2 separate regions of the Sus scrofa genome follow, and region 2 is linked to region 1. Evidence: chromatin contacts called from public HiChIP or PLAC-seq data. All regions are on one chromosome and are shown on one strand. Each heading gives the region's core, a stretch centred on a gene start, on an enhancer-like site or on the middle of the called end of the contact. The rest is flanking DNA. Distances are from core to core; before and after follow the strand shown.

Region 1 (5,240 bases), core at 588-3,087:
GAAATGCCAGATCCTTAACCCACTGAGCGAGGCCAGGGATCGAACCCACGTCCTCATGGATGCTAGTCGGGTTTGTTAACTGCTGAGCCATGATGGAGGCTCCAACAAGGTATTTTAGATATTCTCCCCACAGTGATTCTCCTGAGTAGCCTCCACCACTACCGCATAGCAGTTTTAAGCCAAAGACCCACCTGTTGATGCCAAGGTGAGGTAGTAGAGAAGGGAGCCACACTGGTTGAGGAAAAAGGGCATCAGGTACTGGAAACAAAAGAAAACTGCAGTCAGTGTGATTAACTTAGCTGCTTTCTTTGAACTTGGAGATACAGTTTTCCTTGGATGGAGAGGTGGCTATAAGAGCCTGGGGACTAAACCCTCTGAAAAGGACCCTTCCAGGGTGGAGGGAAAGTCACTGAGTTCCACGCCTTTGCCCTGAATGCCCTCCCTCTCAGCCTGCTGGTTCCTATCCTCCCCATTCTGCAAGTCTCTGGGTGCCAATGTCCCTACCTCCACAAAGCCTTCCCCCAGTCTCCTACCTCCAGCCTCCGTCCTCTGAACTAATGCACTTTATCTGTACCTCACCTAAAGCCCTTAGCCTAAGAGGCAGTTGTGTCTATGTCTTGTCTTTCCCATTAGCTTAGACAGGGAGCTTTGGGGTCAGAAATAGTTCTCTATATCCTTCCTTATCCTCCTCCACAAGGCCAATTTGAACCTAAGCCCTCCCCCAAGAAAGGTCTGTTGGAGGGATCACCATAATAAAATACTAAAATATTTAGGAGTTCCTGTTGTGGTGCAGTGGAAACAAATCTGACTAGTAACCATGAGGCTGTGGGTTAAATCTCTGGTCTTGCTCAGTGGGTTAAGGATCCAGCGTTGCCATGAGCTGTGGTGTAGGTCTCAGACATGGCTTGGATCTGGCATTGCTGTGGCTGTGGTGTAGGCCAGCAGCTGCAGCTCTGATTAGACCCCTAGCCTGGGAACCTCCATATGCCATGGGTGCAGCACCCCCCCCCAAAAAAAGCAAAAAATAAAATACTAATAATACAGCTCAAAGAATCACAGATTTGAGCCCTAATTAGTTACTAGGCCCAATGCTCAGAGCTTTAATGTGCCTGACCTCACTCAGTCCTCACAACTGCCCAGTAAGATTGTTACCATTATTACTCCCATTTTACAGATGATGAAACTGAGGCTCAAGGCCCACAAAGGACTCATCCAAGAGCTTCTAGTAAATAAGTGGTGGGATGCAGATTCTGACCCAGACGTGTCTGACTCCAGAGAACAAATTCTTATGGGCTACCCCCAAGAGAGGGGTCATTCACAGACGCACCTCAGTATTCAAGAAGAGGGTCTTCATTTCCTGCAGCAACTGCTGGACCCAGGTCCTCTCATGAACTGCTGCAGGCGGGAGGAGGCCCGCTTCAGCAGCGGCTGTGTGCCACCCCACAGAGCGGCCACCAGCACCAGCGCCAGCACTTGCCCTGGATGGAGATGCGAGTGACACCCTCTCCCCCCGCAGGCCCACCACACAGGTCCAACCCTCCTTCAGCCACCCAGCCCCACTCCCGCCCTCAAATCCCTTCTTCCTCTTGGAGGCTCCGGGGCGTCTGGCCACTAGGACAGACCCCGGGAAGCCGGGGAGATGGATCCAGGATCCCAGGTTCGGGGTTGCATCAGGGGTCGGGTTAGATGGTGGAAATGGAGAAGGAGATGAGCTCCGGATGAGGGTCTGAAAGCCGAGTGAAGGGCGGGGCCGCCTACCCAGGGTCGCCGCCATGGCAACGCCGCCCCTCTGCACTTCCGGGAAAGAAAGGGCGGAGACCCGTAATCCGGAAGTGGCGTCAAACCCTCTTCCGCTTCTACTCACGTTGCCGCCTTCCCAGCGTTTTCGCCGGTATGGTGAGTTCTCTTTAGTTGGAGGTGTTTCCATGGGGGTCCTGGCTGGGGCATGGGCCTCTTTTGGGCACTGACACTCTCGTCCTGTCCCCACAGAAGCCGATCCTGCTGCAGGGCCATGAGCGGTCCATTACGCAGATTAAGTACAACCGCGAGGGAGACCTCTCTTCACGGTGGCCAAGGACCCTGTGAGCGTCCGCCGGAGGGCGGGCCGGCGGGACATACATACAGAGGGAGCCTGGGAGGGGGCGAGTTGCTTCTGCTGGGTCGAAGGGTAGACTAGCCAGTTTTGCCGCGAGGTAGAAATCAAAGAGCGCCCCGTTCTGAGAAGTAGAGAGAGACCATCCCGTGGTTAGGTGAGAGAGAAGTGAGGAAAAACTCAGTTGTTGGTAGGAGGAAGGAGTAGCCGGGGAGAAGAAAAGCAAATACCATTGTGGAAGGGGGACGGGGAAGAAGGTCAGCTCTCGGGGGGGGGGGTGAGGGGAAACCATTCTGGGAAAGAAAGCTATTCTACAAAAATAGGGGAACAGACCACCTGTAGAAAGGGAAAGTTGATCCTTGGGCAGCTAGAGACACAGTGGCCTTAGTGAAGATGTCCCTGGTGTCATTTCAGTCAGCTCTTTTGGGCCCTACCCTGTCAGTGACTGCAAACAGCCCCTCACATTACTGCCTGTTGAGGCACCTCCACATGGAGGAGGTTAACTCTAGTGACTAAACTGGAGGCTCTGAAATCAAAAAGACCTGGTTTGAATCCTGCATTCAGTAGCAGTGTGACTGAGCAGCGTGACTGCATTCACCATGCAGTGTGTCCTTTTTCACAAAATGTAGGTGGCAATAGTACCTCTCATGGGGTTATCTTTAGGATTAAAGGGGATTATTCAGGTAAGGAGTTTAGCACAGTACCTGGTGTGTGTGAGTACCTAATTAATGTTACTCATGTTATAAATTGCTTAGACATTATTTTGTTAGAGCTGCAGAGCTATGCTTTGAAGAAGGCATTATTGTCATGGCCACTTTACAGATGGGAAAACCGAAGATCATAGGGGAGAGGCTTCATTTTGAGATAATACTGTGAGAGAATAGCAGAGCAGGGACTGGAACCCAGGCTTTCTTACTACCACCTGCTCCCATTGGGACAGAGCACCAAAGTTGCTGCTTTTTAGGCTGGCACTCAACTTGATCTTTTATTCTTCTGAGGGTTTAGGAATCTGGGGAAGGACTGGCTGGGATAGTGGCAAATGGAGACTTTTTGCAAGCCTTCAGACTCCCCAGCGGGAAGGAGGAGAATCTAGGAGTTGGTCTTTTTTTAACAGCCACCTGCTCTTTCCCAAGAGACGAGCAGGAGAGGGCAGAATCTGGCTGGGCTGGAGCCTGCTGGGGCCCCTGGAGGAAAATAGGAGGCCATTGCTCTGCTGGGACACCTGTCAGGCTGTCACATTGTCATTGATTCCTCCAGATTGTCAATGTATGGTACTCTGTGAATGGTGAGAGGCTGGGCACCTACATGGGCCACACCGGTGCTGTGTGGTGTGTGGACGCTGACTGTATCCTTGTCTGTGCTCTGAGTCCATGCTCCCAGCGTCAGCCAGCAGCAGAGAGGCAGCTGACTTGGAGTTGGGAGTTTGAGATGCTCTTGTGGGTTTAGAGAATGATACCTACCTCCTACTTTTTGGTCCATTCATCGGTTGGGAGAACATTTAGGACAAGTTTCCATTTTGGATGAGGAGGTTATGATGTTCTGAGATCAGAGAAGAAGGGGGCTGTCTGGGAGGTTGGCCTTCCAGGAGGACAAGGGTTCAGGTGAGCTCTGTCGTGCTTCTTAACACCCTCTTCAGGGGACACCAAGCATGTCCTCACCGGCTCAGCTGACAACAGCTGTCGTCTCTGGGACTGTGAAACAGGTAAGCCTGGATCCTTTTTCAGCAGTGAGGACCTACGATACACTGGTTTAGGTGACCAGGTTCTGGAGAAGTAGAGGTAAATCCAGAGATGGTTCCTAGTCTGGGGAAAAAGAGACAGATAAGAAAAGAGGCCCTGCAGTAAGACACAGACCATGTGAGAGAAAGCAAGGAGCACTGCAGAAGGCCAGAGGGGGTCAACTGACGGCCTGGAATGGGGATGGGAGCCGCCTGGGACTGTTTCCCATGGTAAATGTCATATGAGCCAGGGCTTGAAGGATGAGAAAGAGGTCATTGCTTTGGCCCATGCAGGACTGAACGCACGGCAAGGGTCATGTCCAAGTCATCTCATCAGGCAAGAATTTCTGCTACTTAGGAGATGTAAATGACAGCAGTGGAGATGAGGCAGGCTTGGCCAGACCAGGCCTTGAATGCCAACTCAGAGCAGGGCTTTGTTCTGTAGGACTCCGCATGCTGTGAGGTCCCTGAGCAGGGAAGAGCATGTTTGACAAACCCAGGTGGCATGGGGAGCATTGGAGGAACAGACAGGAGACAGGGGAGCCTATTAAGCCGCTCAGTTTAGTAACTCTTTTCTGTGGACATGGAGAGAGCTAGAGCAGGTCTTTGCTGGGGAGGAGCACGTCCAGAGGCAGAGACATATAATGCAGTCCACTCTGAGTGCCACCGTGGCAGGGTGTCTGAGGGGGGACTATGGAGAAACTTAAAAGACTTGAGCCAGGAGTTCCCTTCGTGGCTTAGTGGTTAATGAATCTGACTAGCATCCATGAGGACCCAGGTTTGATCCCTGGCCTTGCTCAGTGGGTTAAGGATCTGGCGTTGCCGTGAGCTGTGGTGTAGGTCACAGACACAGCTCAGATCCCATGTTGCTGTGGCTGTGGTATAGGCCGGCAGCTGTAGCTCCAATTCAACCCCTAGCCTGGGAACCTCCATGTGCTGCGGGTGAGGCTCTAAGATAGCAAAAAAAAAAAAAAAAAAAAAAAAAGACTTGAGCCAAAGCACAGCAGTGAGGAAGCAGGTAGGGTGGGGACAGGAGTCACCAGCACAGGAGAAACAGCTCGATGTGACGATAGGCAAGTGTAAGGTCCTCCCCTCAGTGGCAGAGGGCAAGGGGTAGCCCAGGCTCTGCTTATCCACAGGGAAACAGTTGGCCCTCCTCAAGACCAACTCAGCAGTCCGGACCTGTGGCTTTGACTTTGGGGGCAACATCATCATGTTCTCCACGGACAAGCAGATGGGCTACCAGTGCTTCGTGAGCTTCTTTGATCTCCGGGACCCGAGCCAGATTGGTGAGCCGGCGCTGGGGCTAAGGACTAGGGTTGGGGTGAAGGATGTGGCTCCAGAGCCCAGGGCCTGACAGCTGCTGCCCCACACAGACAGCAACGAGCCTTACATGAAGATCCCCTGCAATGACTCCAAGATCACCAGTGC
Region 2 (5,732 bases), core at 2,055-4,554, 92 kb after region 1:
CCAGTCTGTGTTTCTCTGCAGTTCTAGGCAGAGCTAGGAAGCCCCAGCCCTCAGCAGTCACCTGGGCAGCCCGGGCGCTATGGAAATCATTGTACCCATACTTGGCCTCAAGGCCTCTAGGGTGGGTTATCTCATTCCAGTCTCTGCTCTCTCCACAGGGTCAAGGAGGAGGTCAAGTTGGCCTGAACAGACCTCTCCAATTCTGGCTTCTTGCCAAGTTCCCCGTCTTTATCCCACAACCCCTCAGATTTTATATTTTCTATTTCTGTGTATTTATATAAAAATATATTAAATATAAATATCCCCAGGGACTAGACAGGAACCAGGCTCCTGAGCCTAGGGCACACGTGTTAGGTTTCTAATAGCTGCCTCACCATCCATCCCTCTCCACCTCTTAATTTCAAACCATAACAGGTGGAAGGGATATACCTAAGCAGCCATAGGACAAAATCTTGACGTGACTAATAACTTTGAAAGGGTGCCCTCGTCGAGTATTTTAGAAGGGTTGACTGGGTCTTCAGGGATTCCTTGTTTTTTCAGGCTCCTTAAGGTAACATCAGCCATTTTTAGATTGGTTCTGTTCTCATACCTTTCCACTGCCCCCCAGTGAGCCAAGAAACTCACACTGCCTGCCCTCTCTTCCTCCCCCAATTCTGCAGGTGAAGATTGGTAGTCTAGGTTCCTTTTTGAGATACTATTTCCATTTTTGTGCGAATCTTTGTAATAAAATGGTACATTTCTATACCCTCCTGAGCCTGTCTCCTAGTGGTATCCCTGGGTTCATTTCACTTCCACTTCCCTGCCCTTAAGTGTACACGAGGATCTGGGCAACCCCTCAACAACCTAAAAACCCCACAGACTTACCTGTCTTAACCCTCCTCAAGGCTTGAGGTTAACCAGTCTTCTTACCCTACCCCAGAAGACCACTCATTAAAAAGCACCACTAAAGGGACGACATTTATTCCTTTTCCAAATGTTACAATAAAACCAGGTGGAAGAGAATGGTTTTAGCAGTTAGAAAAGAAAAAAAAAAAAGTACAAATCTGGGGTTTGGCCATTAAAAGTTATTTACAACAATGGGAGGGGGAAAAAAAAAAGACAACAAGAAGTTGTTTCACATTACAGACCTCCCCCCACCCCAAAGCTTAATACTTGCTTACCAAGTCAAAAAAGAGACAGTTGATTCACAAGCTGGAGGTTCGAACTTGAGTAAGACATTTATAAAAACCTAGACAGGGGCTCTGTCCTCCCCAGCCCAGGTGCCACTAGGCACAGCACGAGAGACTAGAAACTCAACAGGGGAAGGCTGGACACTCAGGATTTGGGAGTGTAGGCACCCCCAGATCTGGCTCAGGGATTTGGGGAATAAACAAAACCTACTTGGAAAAGAATTGGGGGAGAAAACCAGCAACTGCCTTCTGCATGGGTGGGGACAGGGAAGGAGGGAGGGCCAGGGGCAGGAGCATTTCACATCACTAACCTAACTGGGGAGACTGCAAGGGACCACCTTCAGCTGGCCTTAGGAGGAAGACCAGATGGATGATGGGAGAATCCACAGGAGGGAGAGGAGAGGGAACGTGGCTAGGGGGCAACAGCCCCTTCCTTTCTGGGCACAGGAAGGCAGCCAGGGCACCAGGTCCAGGCAGTGACCTCACAAGGACAGCACAGTTTTTGCAGCTTAGAGGTCACCCACCTGCCCCCACCCAGCTACTCATTCTGCTCGCTGGCTGGTGTAGGGCCACTCTCCGGCCCCAAGGGAGTGGATGGCTCTGTGGCCTGGGGCCCTGCCTCTTCTTCTGTGTCTCCGCCCTTGGAGGCAGCACCAGCCTCTGCCCCTTTGGCCTGGGGCTCCTGGCTCTCAGGGGTGGCAACAGCCTTCCCTTCCTGGGCAGTGCCTTCCTCGCTGCAGGCACCGATCTCCCCCTGCTCTTGCTCTTCCTCTGTGGGCGAGGAGGCAGACGAATCGCCCCCACCCTCCTTCCGATTTCTCTTGAAGGACAGGCCACTCAATTTGAAAGGCTTCTTGAAAGAGAATTTCTTCTTCTTCTTGGGGGTCTCCTTGGGGGGGCCTCCCCCTTGGCCTCAGCCCCCTGGCCAGGGGGTGCTGGCTCGATGGCATCGCCAGTGGCCCCGGCTGCCTCCTCTGTTTCGTTCACGGGGGGCGACTCCCCTTCACCTTTGGGGGATAAGTCTCCATTGCTTTTCACGTGGCCGTTCTCCTGCAAGGCAGAGGAGACAGCAGTGAGGGCCGGGGCTCTGACTCCCCTCCCCCAGCCCGCCCCTGACCTCTCGCAGACAACGGGGTCCCGACTCACTGCGCCGCACCCCCGGAGCCGGCATCCCGTCAAGCCTCCCCCTCCTGCCCCGCACCGGCGCGGCCGGCAGGAGGCGCTGGGGTCCCGGGCGCCCCCTCCCCCGGGGCGCGCTCTCTATTCGGCGCTAGAGCCGCCCGCGGCCGCGGATCCCGGGCGGGCGAGGGAGCCGAGCGGCCGACACTGGGCGGGAAGCCGCCCCGGGGCGCTGTTCGCCGCACCTGGACCGCCTGTTTTCCCTGCCTCTTGCTTTGTGTAAACGGCCCCCACCCACCTCAGGCTCTCCCCACGCCGCGGCTCCTCCCTAAAAAAAAAAAAAAAAAAAAAGGCCGTGGGCTATTGAGGTCGGGTCTGCGGGGGGAGTGCCCTCCCCTCCTGGCGCCCGCCCCGCGGTCCCCGGGTGCCCCCTTGGCGCGGCCCAGCAGCGCCTTTGTTCCCCGTGCGGCCCTCGGGGCGGCCGGGGGCAGCGCCGGGGGCCGGGGCCGCGAACAAAGAAGGCGGCGGGGCCCGGCCGGCGCCCCCTCCCCGCCCCTCCCCTCGCTTCGCCCGCGGGGGCTGCGGCGCCGAGAACAAAGGGACCGGGCGGGGGAGGGGGCGCCGCGTGTCCCGGGCCGGACAAAGCGCGCGGCCCCGGCCCGGGGCCCTAGAGGGGGCGAGGTGTGAGAGGAGGGGGCCGGGTCGGGCCGGGCCGAACGCACCCACCTGTCCGTTAACCTTAGCGGGGGAAGCGCCTGCTGCCTCCTCGGTGGTCACGTCGCCCCGGGGAGCCTTGGAGCTCTGGCTGCCCATGGTGGGGGTTCTGCTGGGGGGCGCCCGGAGCCACCCCGGGCTCGCGCCGCAGGGGATAGTTCGGTCGGGTGGGCCTGGCCGGCGGAGGGGTGGGGCTCACGCCTGAGGGGGAGGGGTGTCGGGGGGAAACCGACTGCACCCCCGCTCCGTGCCCGACCCGCTGGCTGCGCCCGCCGCCTCTCTGCTCCGCGCCAGAATGCCGCCCGCCGCCCGCCGAGCCGCCCATATATACGCGCCCGGAGCTCGGGGCGGGGCCGGACATTTAAATGAGCGCCCAATCGAGGGGCGGAGGCGGGCTCAGGTCGCTGGCCCCACTTGCGCAGTGGGAGACGCTGGCGGTCTGGGCCCCCCCAGCCCACACGGCTGCCGGGGCAGGTGGGGTCCAGGGTGGGAAGGAGAGGGGGGGCGCCTCCGCGAGCCGCGCGGAGAAGGGCTCCTAGAGGAAAGAGGAGAAGGCAGTCATCCTCTCCTCTCACCGCCCACCTCTCAGGGTGGACACCCCAGCTTCTGGAGTGGCCCCTATAGCCTTGGTTGGGCACTGGCAGCCCAGTCAGTGTCCTCGTAGAACTCTGCGAAAGACTCACATGCCCAGACTCGTTAGCCGGCTGGTCCCGAGTTATGCTCCAGAGAATGTGATCGTGGAAGCCGCAGGGCCAGGGCTGGGTCCTGCACCCCCTCAGGCCGGGAGACCAGTACGAGGTCCCGCCCAGGTTCCTGCCTGCCGGCCCCGGGCAGCCTGGAAAGTCTGACCCGCTGCAGGGTCGCTCTGATCAGACTGGTGAGGGCTGTCCCTCATTCCTTTTCTCAGTCCTCTGGTGGCCAGTCACACCGAACCCCCACAGACAAGCTCACCCTTGGCCCTTCCTGCCCTCAGCCTGGATCTATGTCAAAGTCCTGTCTGGGGTGGTCTTGTGACCTTGAGGGGCATCTCCATCCCGGTTGGAAAGCTGAGGAGCCTGAGGCTCACAGATGAGGACATAACCTGTCTGACTCTGACACTCTCCCTTGTCATGGGCTCCCCTGCATCAGAGACCCTCCCCAAGCTGGCAGAAGAAGCCCAGGAAGGGATTCAACAAACCTTAAATCATGCCAGTTCCTGAGGCCTTGAATGGCCCCTTGAGGACAGCCTCCAAGCTACCAGGCCAGCCTTCGGCCCTGCCTGAGTGACAGAGCCAGGAGTCAGGGGCCAGGTAGAGGTGGCTGGAGACGCTCCAGCTGGAATCTCCTGCCACTCCCCCAGAGCAGACCAGGGGGAACCCCAGAGTCCTGGCTGGCTGGGATGTGTGTGTGTCCGTCCCCAAGAGGAAGGGGATGGGGGCTGAAGGAAGCAAAGTTGCAAAGGCAGAGCTCAGCACGTCCCTCCTTCACTCCCTCCTTCCTACAAATAAGGCCTCCTGGGAGGGCTGAGGTTATGAGGTGTGGAGACACCTCAGGGCCTAAGAAATCAGGAACGCCCACAGGTCCGACCACAGAGGAGGTGGCTTCTACATTCAGCACTCACTCTTGTAGCCTCCATCCCTGCCCCCACTCCAAGGCTACACTTGGCTTCATTAGTGCCCCCCCCCCCCATTTTACAGACTAGGACAGAGGTTCAGAAAGGGAAACTGACATGCCCAAGGGCACACAGCAGATACCTGTAGCTGCGGGTAACAGAGTTTGGAGAGACCTACAAAAAGGGGCTGGGAACTATAAGGAAAGCCTTGGAAGAATTCTCTGTTGAGACCTGGGGCTGCCTGGTCAGAATGGGAGGCAAGAAGAGTTAGCTTTGGGGACAGGAAAGGGCACCATGGCCCACTGCAGCTCACTGACAGGACAGTGACTTCTCCACCCACTGCCACTAAGGGATGGACATCGTGACCTGCCTCTCTGTCTCAGCCACAATAGGGAACCCACAATGCTGCCAGGCACTGCCCGCACCAGCTGGCAGGGCTTGGATGGAGGGTGTGTGTCCTGGAGGGGCTGGAGTCAGAGGTTAAGAGCAGGTCCCAAGGCTCCCTATTTCCAGGAGCTGCCCCGTGGGATGACAGGCAAATCACAGAGACGGTCCCGGGAGGAGAGCATCAGGGCTAAAGGACCCTGAGTCCCCAGAGCCTCAAGGGAGTCTGGTGCACAGGGGAGCCTCTGCACCCCCCACCAGACATCAGAGGAGGCTGGGGAGGGGGCACCTGGGAGCTGAATCCCTCAGCAAATCTAAGTCCTAGCTGAATCTGGCTTCTGGAGGAGGGAAGAGGCTTCGGATGCTGCAGGGGCGAGTGGGGGGTGGTACAGCAGCCCCCACGGCCTCCTTGGTCCACACTGCAGCTCCTTCCTCCCCAGCTGCTGCCAGACCAGACAATGCGCCCATTGTTCTGTATCTCCAGGGGCCTGTGTGCAACTGTGTGTGTCTGTTTCTTTCTGTGTGTGACTGTGTATTGCTCTGTATCTGTCTGTGTGAGAGAGAGACTTTGTGACTGGGTTTGTGTGTGTGTGTGAGACCAGGTGTATACTTTTGTGGTTGTGCGAGTCTGCATCTGTATTTAGGATGAGAGAGCGAGAGAGGCCTGGTGACTCTTGGTGACTCTCTGAGACTTTCTGGGCGTGGGCCTGTCTGTCCTTGAGACTGCGTTGCTGACTGTGTCGGGCTGTGACTGG

What was found. HiChIP or PLAC-seq counts read pairs in DNA pulled down with a chosen protein or histone mark.
Region 2: an H3K27ac HiChIP or PLAC-seq map of alveolar macrophages shows a contact between it and region 1. The contact joins the promoter of MARCKSL1 here to the promoter of EIF3I in region 1. A contact is called at or near these places in 1 of 5 promoter capture datasets (liver), 7 of 47 Hi-C or Micro-C datasets (alveolar macrophages, embryonic fibroblasts, fetal skeletal muscle and 3 more) and 2 of 2 datasets of contacts at active chromatin or transcription factors (alveolar macrophages and skeletal muscle).

The regions. Positions count from the first base shown.
Region 1 is chr6:88,694,089-88,699,328 of Sscrofa11.1, forward strand. It overlaps EIF3I (eukaryotic translation initiation factor 3 subunit I), which reads left to right and starts at 1,838. Exons shown (of 12, transcript NM_001244624.1): 1 at 1,838-1,896; 2 at 1,990-2,056; 3 at 2,059-2,081; 4 at 3,350-3,437; 5 at 3,729-3,794; 6 at 4,949-5,098; 7 at 5,186-5,240. The coding sequence starts at 1,894. It overlaps TMEM234 (transmembrane protein 234), which reads right to left and starts at 1,789. Exons shown (of 6, transcript XM_003482013.4): 1 at 1,759-1,789; 2 at 1,398-1,478; 3 at 1,328-1,395; 4 at 192-258. The coding sequence starts at 1,774.
Region 2 is chr6:88,784,468-88,790,199 of Sscrofa11.1, forward strand. MARCKSL1 (MARCKS-related protein) reads right to left here and starts at 3,305. Exons shown (of 4, transcript XM_003356281.4): 1 at 3,015-3,305; 2 at 2,587-2,616; 3 at 2,072-2,219; 4 at 945-2,069. The coding sequence starts at 3,101. The coding sequence ends at 1,708. HDAC1 (histone deacetylase 1) reads left to right here. Exons shown (of 14, transcript XM_013999116.2): 14 at 159-753. The coding sequence ends at 186.